Linked DNA regions of Danio rerio: region 1 is linked to region 2. A link is a contact called in public HiChIP or PLAC-seq data. All regions are on one chromosome and are shown on one strand. The core of a region is the stretch at or near the end of the contact, and the rest is flanking DNA. Distances in the headings are between cores, read along the strand shown.

What was found. HiChIP or PLAC-seq counts read pairs in DNA pulled down with a chosen protein or histone mark.
Region 1: an H3K4me3 HiChIP or PLAC-seq map of gastrula embryo shows a contact between it and region 2, with 5 times the contacts expected there. The contact joins the promoter of ckmb here to the promoter of mark4b in region 2. A contact is called at or near these places in 6 of 18 Hi-C or Micro-C datasets (caudal fin, embryo and hematopoietic stem cells) and 4 of 4 datasets of contacts at active chromatin or transcription factors (caudal fin, embryo, gastrula embryo and 1 more).

Annotation. Positions count from the first base shown.
Region 1 is chr15:26,110,473-26,114,999 of GRCz12tu, forward strand. ckmb (creatine kinase, muscle b) reads right to left here and starts at 2,151. Exons shown (of 6, transcript NM_001105683.1): 1 at 1,948-2,151; 2 at 1,465-1,619; 3 at 1,265-1,397; 4 at 890-1,185; 5 at 613-802; 6 at 63-519. The coding sequence starts at 2,137. The coding sequence ends at 341.
Region 2 is chr15:26,014,620-26,019,254 of GRCz12tu, forward strand. mark4b (MAP/microtubule affinity-regulating kinase 4b) reads left to right here and starts at 3,291. Exons shown (of 18, transcript XR_012390840.1): 1 at 3,291-4,115. It overlaps si:dkey-182i3.11, which reads right to left and starts at 1,497. Exons shown (of 2, transcript XM_073923695.1): 1 at 1,210-1,497.

The sequences.
Region 1 (4,527 bases), core at 901-3,400, 95 kb after region 2:
TGTTCACAGATTTGTCCAGAAGTACAAAAAAGGGGACTATTTAGACTTAAGACAAAGGTTGATTGTTACATGGGGCCGTTTATTAAACTTTGTACAACCAAAAAAGTTTAGGTGAATACAACACAGCTAGGGGTTTCTAGCTATGTGGATGTTTGATCCCAGGATGTTACAGGAGGAACAGCAAGATAAGAAGAAAAAGTGCTGGAAAAAGAAGACGACAGGAAAGAAAGGAAGGAGAAAAAAAAAGTAGGACAAAAGGAAGCAGGGTGGAGTGTCTTTTGGAAAAGTCATGATGGCACGACTGCATGAACAAATAAAAAAAAGAAACACTTTTGGCAGTTTACTTCTGGGCAGGGATCATGTCATCGATGGACTCGCCCTTCTCCAGTTTCTTTTCCATTTCAACCATGAGTTTCACACCATCGACCACCAGCTGCACCTGCTGCACCTCAGAGGAGCCCAGACGGTCAGCGTTTGAGATGTCGAACACACCACCGACGGAGGCTGTGTCCACACCACCTGGATAAGAGAAGTAAGGAGAGTTGCTCAAACTAACGATCACAGTCTAACACTTAACAATTATACCTACAGTTAGAACAAATTCAAGCTCACCTGTGCCACGCTTCTGAAGACGCAGTCTGGTCAGGATCTCCTCAAATTTGGCATGTGTGCTGAGTTTGGGCAGCTTGACGTGGACACCACCGCGCAGACCGGTACCCAAGTTAGAGGGGCAGGTCAAGATGAAACCAAGATGCTCGTTCCACATGAAACCGTGGTTGTGCTTCTTGAAAACATCCTCAATCTGCAAGATGCAACAAGCTGTTTAACTTCTGGAGTTACCAAAAATGTTAAAGTACTGACTGAATTGGTGGTAAATAAAGGGATTTACCTTCTGCAGGCCAACGCAGAACCTCTTGAAGACCTCCTTCATGTTGCCACCCTTCTGCATAGAGATGACACGGAGGTGATCCTCCTCGTTCACCCACACAAGGAAGGTCTTGTTGTCGTTGTGCCAGATACCTCTACCGTCAGGCCAGTCACGGGCCATGCCAGCAGCCAACAGCAGGGGGGACACAGGCTTGTCAAACAGGAAGTGGTCAGCAATGAGCTGCTCCTGCTCCTTGTCAGTCATGTCCTTCAGTGGGTAGTACTTGCCCTTGAACTCACCATCCAGGCTGTTCAGAGCTGTGAGAGGACCATAGTGAATGTCAGTATCATCTTGCATGTTGTGTGGATATCGAGACAACATAAGGCTGATACATACCCTCAATGGACAGCTTCTCCACAGCTCTGCGCTCACCACGGCTGTTGTGAGGAGGCAGGGTGAATCCCTTGATGCTGCGGCCGGTACGTACGCGGCTGCTCAGAACGTAGTTGGGGTCAAGATCATCACCACCCTGTGCACAGGTAGACATCAGCCAGTGTAGAGCAAAACAGCTGTCATTGTACAGAACTTTAGCATACCTTCAGGTTCTCCCAGTTCAGATCAGTAAGATGCTTGTCGGTGGGCTTATAGCCACCATGACGGTCAGAAATGACGGGGTCGAACAACTCCTTGAAGGCTTCATAGGACTCCTCATCCCCAGCCACACAGCCGACAGTCATGATGAAGGGGTGACCTTGTATTAGAAACAAAGAGCAGTACTTCATATATCATTGCTTGAGCTATCTTAAGAGACTTGTATGGGAGATTGTAATCAAGTGTTCTGGGGCCTAATGGTGAGAGATGGACTTGTGATCCCAAGGTCGCAGGTTCAAGTCTTGGGACCAGCAATGATTGTAGGTGAGCAAAGTGAATATCCAGCACTCTCACCACCCTCAAAACCATGGCTAAGGTGATTCCCTAAGGTGAACAGCTATTTACCAGCCCACAGTCATGTCTACTGTTCATGTGTGTGAGTCACTTTGGATAAAATTGTCTGTTAAATGCTTAAATGTAGTGCTTACCAGGGTTGTCCACACCAGTCTGGATGCAGTCATCAAGGGTGAATCCACTGGGGGTTGACTTGCTCCTGAGCTTGTTGTAGATGTCCTTGGTGAGGACCTTGGACATATGGTTGTTGTGCTGGGAGAGGTCAGGAAACTCCTCATCCACAGCAAACTTCATCTTGTAATCGTTGTTGCAGTTCTTAGTCATGATTGCACTTTTCCGGCAATCTACCAAAAGACAAAGGAAGGCAAGTTAGGACAGGATCTAGAGAAAAGTCTGAAAGTCTTTCTGGCAAGGCCATTTTCAGACTGGACAACCAGGAATATTGTCCTAGGCCTACCAAGGTCCTTTATGGTGTAGCCTAAACTTTTGAGGAAAGAAGGGGAACCAACTGCACCGTTCTTTTTTATTTTTATGACAACCAATCGTTGTTAGTCAGGAATAAGCAGCAATAGTGTCCAGAATAAGATGCCAGACAAGGTTAGTACATACGATATTTTGTCCCAAGTAAACTTCAGTCTCTTAGTAACAGAACATGTTCCCCTGTCTATGCGGCACCTCATATTTCTACATGGAGTGGTTGCTGCATTGCTTGCATGCTTATATGCATCAGACAGCAGATGATATTTTTAGCGTAGCTGCCAAACTCACTCCTGTCACTTACAGCAAACAGCATATTGACCTCTCTCATTTCTGCAGGGGTGGAGTTTCCACAATCGCCCCATAGTTAGTTTTAAATCCACATCAATTTTGCTTTTATGAAAATTACTATTTAAATAATTGAGGTGTAATATCTTTTTTCAGGAGTAATAAACAGCTTTGTGCATACAGTTCCAGAGAAAAATAATCCAATGTCTGAGGCCTTATAAATAGTCTTATAGTCTGTAAAATTCATTAGCCGTAAATCCTATCACACATGACATGACCTTGCACCGAAGCAGGTGTCAAGCCTCCTACCAAAGATGACAAATCTACTTTAGACTGCACTCTTAGATTTCTCATGCATTATAACTTTAAAAAAAAAAAAAAAAAAATCAGACAAGGACAGTCTACATATCTAGCATGAATTAAGCAGTTTTTAATATTTATTAATGATAAATATATACTCTAGAAAATAAGATAAACCACAAGAGTTCAGGCTTGTATGATGTTTTCAATCATTAACACAATTATAGTGTGACTAAATTGAGTGGGGAATACGTAGGTTCAACCAAACTGAAACTCCTATAGAAAATGTCCTTTTTGCTGAAGAATTTCATGTTTCATCAAGTACCCCTTATTACCACCCTTGTAAAATCTCTTGAGTTTACCTGTATGGGAGAAAAGGTAACAGTCCTTGGGATCAGATCCTGTTCACCAAGCCAATGTAGGGGTTGCCCAACTTTGCAAGACGTCAGACCTTGGTTTATATACTTCAATGTTTGCTGCCCATTGGTTGTCCCGCTCCTGCATGCTTGAACTTCATTGGATAGCTGCACTTCTTGATGGGGGTTTCAGGTTCTAAAAGGAAAGAAGCTACATCACAACACCCGAGAAGGGGAGACAGCTGTCCCCACCCCACGGTAACCTATTCCTCTGTGCTCAGTTATGAAATAAACTGTAGGCACTGCTGAAGGTTCATTTCCTCATTTCAATCAACTGTATTGGTTATTGATTTAATCATACTGTTGGGTTGTGCACATTGCAATTTTTTTGTCAATATTCTGAAGGAAACTGAAAAAGATAAAAAAAATTTAAGTAAAATGAATCAAGATATTCTAAAGTTCTTTTGAATGCATGAGTTAAAATAGAGATTGAAATCCCTACTTTTAATATTACAAAATATTGTTTACTTGTGTAGTAGTTTGTATGAATGACATTCCTTACTCATCTCCCTTGAAAGACATACAATGCTTTCAAGAGTAGGCATCGTGTCCCTTGATATGAAGACACTTTGTACTGTACCAAAGTGTTCTCAGTGTCCAGTTGGTGAGCTCTGCTGTGTAAAATCGTTACATATACAATCCGTGACTATGGCAACATTTCAAAGATTTATTTATTGGACCTTAGAGAATATGTGAATATATGATACTTGCGTGGTTTGATTTCCCTCATCTGGTTGGTAGCATATGATATTATGCGATCCTGTGCCTACCTTTTTTTAGCTGGTCTGATTGAGCAATGTCAAAGGTTCAGCAATTAAAATTCATTTCATTTCAAGAGGCAAATATTTGCTTAGGTCTGGATAGCACTCATTTGGATTTTTTTTTCTGGATCACTTGATGTGAAGCAATGACTTATCAGTCAGTCTGTAACCAGTGTCCTGAGAATATATACTCAACTTTTTATCTTTATATGTCAAGGATTGACCTTTGTGAAGTGTCCTTAAGCTTGTAAAAAGTATACGGCCTAATGGTCTTGAAGCTAAACCAGAAAAGTGGACATCCACAAATGCAACAAAACTGTCAACTTTACAACCCTCTAGAGTTTATCAAAGTAGGTAAACCTCCAGTGTTTATCTGCTAGATCTTCGGTGGTTTTGTCCCTGGCAAATGCTTTAGCACATGACCGTGGCTGTGACAGGTGGTCCTAATGCTCAGAAAGCCTATGGGGAAAAG
Region 2 (4,635 bases), core at 2,041-4,540:
GGTTTTGAAAGTAATACGTGCATTATTTCAGCAGCATAGCATAATAATGACCTGTCAGCAGAACAACAGAGCTTCAAAGACTCTGTTTATGATGTCACATGCGATACATCCTCAACCACAAAGTAAAACCCCACCACAGCAAGACAGAACTCAGCAAACAGCTGAGACTTATTGCAGTGTGTAGCCAAAACATTAAATTCACATCCAAGAACAAAAAAAAAAAAATGACCAAACCCCCAGGCAGAGGTGGAAAGAGTATTAAAATCTACGCAAATAAAAGTACTGTTACTTCCAAAACATTTTACTTAAGTAAAAGTAAAGTTACATGTCTTTCAATCTACTCAAGTAAAAGTACAAATGAATGTACTCATGAGTAAAGATTAACTTTTTCTCAAAAGAGACAAGAGGATATAAACCTCCAATTAGTTGTTTTTATTTGAATAAACAACTTTAAAAATTAAAGACCAATAACAAAAAATATTTACATTAACATTTAGTCATTTAGCAGACGCTTTTATCCAAAGCGACTTACAAATGAGGACAAGGAAGCAATTTACACAACTATAAGAGCAACAATGAATAAGTGCTGTAGACAAGTTTCAGGTATGTAAAGTGTATAAGAACCAAAACATAAGTTTTTTTTTTTTTTTTTTTTTTTTTTTTGTAGTACAGTTAGTGGTAGAGCCAGAGAGGCAATTGCAGATTAGGAAGGGAAGTGGAGACTAAATAGTTGAGTTTTTAGTCTTTTCTTGAAGACAGCGAGTGACTCTGCCATTCTGATGCAGTTAGGGAGTTCATTCCACCAAGTGGGCAGATTGAACGCGAGAGTTCAGGAAAGTGATTTCTTCCCTCTTTGGGATGGAACCACGAGGCGACGTTCATTCACAGAATGCAAGTTTCTGGAGGGCACATAAATCTGCAGAAGTGAGAGAAGATAAGAAGGACAACCCTCGGATGGAAGGCCTTGATTTGTTTGCTGGTGTCTTCTGCATACACTGCTATAGACACTGCTATAGACACTGCTTTATCTGTCGAGTGACATTATTTACATTTAAAATAATTTTTTATTTACAACATTTAATTGAAACTTTTAATTTCTGTTTGCTCTTTTGTAGCTTAGCAATAAAACAAACTAAAAAGGTAACATCAAATTAGAAAGTTACGATATGTGTTAAATACATTCACCCCAACCCTCCCAATCATACTCACTGTCCTCTCAGATGGGATGCTGGGCCAAATCAAAGGTTAAAATGGGCCAACTTTGGCCCGCGAGCCCTACTTTGGACTTCTCTGCAGACGTTATGGTATGTATGCGATAGTGTTTTCTTTGCTCGCCAAAGCAGATGTTTAAACAGAATTTGAAAATAAACATTAAATTTAGGGTCTGGTGAAGGTGTGGTGAAGTCCTGTTTACATGCAGATGTTATCCCTTTTGCTAGTTTCTTTTTACACATCCACTCCAAAACAAACTCTTCTTTATTCAGTCTGACTAAAAAGAAAAATAATGTAATCCATTGTTGTGGCCAAAAGATGGCGCAGTCGCTCAATCAGAAAACTAATGTCAATTTGTCAGGAATCTATAGTGAACAACATTGATACAAGAACAACATTGATTTGTACTGAAAAATACTGATATTATGAGTTTCCAGTGACCTGAAATAATCTACATTCAGTCAAATGACTGAAACAGAAGTCCCTCTTCTGTGACTAAAGACCCTACTTTATCATTTACTCAACTTTATCTTAGTTTTTCTGTGTCAGTAAACACTCCATGTTTATAAGAAAACAGTGCAATCCGCATTTTTTTTTACAAACACTCCATTACAAGGACTCAATATTAATAATAATAATAATAATAATAATATTTTTTAAAAACTGCTAAACTAACTTAAACATGTCATCCATTGCAGATTTCTGGTGATTTAATGTGCTTCATTTATTCTAATTTGTAAGTCGCTTTGGATAAAATATTCTCCTGAATGAATAAATATAGGCGTAACAGTGGTGCAGTGGGTAGCACGATCCCCTCACATCAAGAAGGTCGCTGGTTCGAGCCCTTTAATAGTTCTTTTTATATCCTCATAACTAGTTTTTCCACTTTCTTTTTATAATAGTCATGTTGTTTTGTTTCATTCTTTTGTTTTCTTTTGGGCTTAGTCCCTTTATTAATCATGGGATTCCATCGAGGAATGAACCACCAACATATCCAGAACATGTTTTTACACACTGGATGCCTTTCCAGCTGCAGCCCATCACTGGGAAACATCCATACACACTCATTCACACACTACCCAATTCACCTGTACTGCATGTCTTTGCACTTGTGGGGGAAAAGCACCCACCCAGAGAAAACCTACGCGAACACGGGTAGAACATACAAACTCCACACAGAAATGCCAACTGACCCAGCCGAGGCTCAAATCAGTGACCTTCAGGTTGTGAGGCAACAGTGCTACCCACTGCGCCACCACACCGCCCTTGTTTAGTTTTATATTCACAATATAGTAATGCCAGTCAAACATTTAATGTTTGTTCATGTGTTACAATGACTTCAAAACTTTTTTGCTATAAAGTTGACTTTAAAACTAAAATTTAAGGCAACAAACTTCAGGACATTTTTGAGAACGTAAATCTAGTCAAGTGCAGTTATTGGGTTGAAAGTTGAGTCAACTCAAAAATGTCCAGATGTTTGTTAACTTAAAATTATACGTTGAGACAACTTTTTACTGTAGCTGAACATGTATTAGGCCTATGTAGTTATGTATTTTAATCCATTTTAATTTAATTAATTTCATTTAACAATGACTTTAATGAATTTAACAATAATTATTTTCTTTATCAACACAACGCAATGTTTAATGCAAATCATTATGCTGACAACAATGCATAAATATTATTTTTTCTCTTTGTTGTTTTAATAACAATAATCTCAAATATATGATTAGAAATGATCGAAAAGATAACATTACTTAAAATGTGCATTGTAACAGATTACATAACTGGCTACATGTATCATCATGCTGTTTGTAATCCGAAACTAACGACCATTTTTTCAGTAACCGCACCAGCACTTTTCAGAAGCACTCAATTTCTCCCGGATTGAGCTGCACTGCCGTACAGTGTCCAGCAGGAGGAGTGGTCCGCTTTTATTATGGCCAGACTTGTTTGTCAGTCGACGAGTCTGTTACTTGAATGAATGAACAGTGTCTTTAGGACCATGGGGGAAGGGTGTGCATAAGTGTGTGTGACTGTGTATGTGTGTGTGAGCGTCCGCCGCAGCCCTGCCCAGCCTATTCTTTCTCCTGACGTCCTTCCTTGATGCCAGTGTCACACGCTGCTGGGGATGAACATTTTACAGCCACTGTACAGTTTTTATAAGCTAAGCTATACCGTCTGGGAGCATTGACAGACGGACTGCCTCTGCGAAAAGGATATTGCCCACCGGTGCCTGTCGGGACGGGAGTGCACTCGACATACGCTTAACAGTTTGCATTTCGTACTGTATCCGCCGATGTTTATTTATTAATATATTGTTTTCCTGGAAATGTGCACAGATGAGTCTTTGAAGGGGACACCGCGTCCGTGGGAGTGGTTTATTTTCTTCTGGACAACCCAGACTCTTTGAAAAAATGGGTCTGTTTTCATCTGTTTGATGCTGCGGTAGCTCTGTTTTTCCTATTCTGTTCTGCTTTTGTTTTCTTTCGTTGTGTCTCGTGATCTACAGTCGACTCAACATACAAAAAACTCGCTGGTATGGGACATTTTTGTTTAGCTCAGGACAAAATGATCTATTGTTCCGGCTAGCCGAACCACCACAGACATGAGCATCATAGTATAGCCTTTTTATCTTTGTTCTCATCCCATCAGTATTGTGCATAGCATCCAGCAGACTTGGGCGAAAATGAGGATTGTTTAAGAGGGAAAACACTATAGTGGTGGTCGGAGAGGGCAGCGATAGCCTCTCGATACTGGCTCGGCTGCGGACCGGGTCTGATTCAATTAGCAACTGTACGCGGAGCCCTGCAAATAAAGGCAGCGTTGCTGAAAGCTGAAGCTCAGGGACGATGTCTTCTCGCGCAGCGCTGCAGCCGGGGAACGACAGGAATGCAGACCACGTAAGTGTAAAGCTTTCTTACGTCATTTAGTTCCACTTGACAAACGAACCATTAGAACGTTTGTCGTCAAAAGTGGAGAAGGGAAGTGATGAGGCTCGCTTTTCCAAACATCAGAACAGAAAGGAGAATTCGACTTCTCTTTTACGTCATCAATTAATATTTACGACATCCTGGCAATTAATGTTGTTGTTTTTTTTTTGTATTAATGTTGAAATGCAAGAGTGTGTGTTTGAGTTTTTCGTGTTGTAGTTCAGTTTGTTGTTCATACACACTTAAAGGTATATATTTGTTTCCTTGTTTAAACTAGTTACCTTTTTAAAATGAGCTAAAACAACACAATTCTTGAGATTTCATAGGGACAACTTAATTGTTTATGTTCAATCCACATAAATTTGTTTAAAGTGTTAAGTTCACTTAATTTGTGTTGAGACAACATGAATGAATTGTGTGGAACCCTGCCTTCTTTTTACAGTGCAGGTTAAAATATATTTCCGGAAAAACAAAGCAGACATGTCGGCTA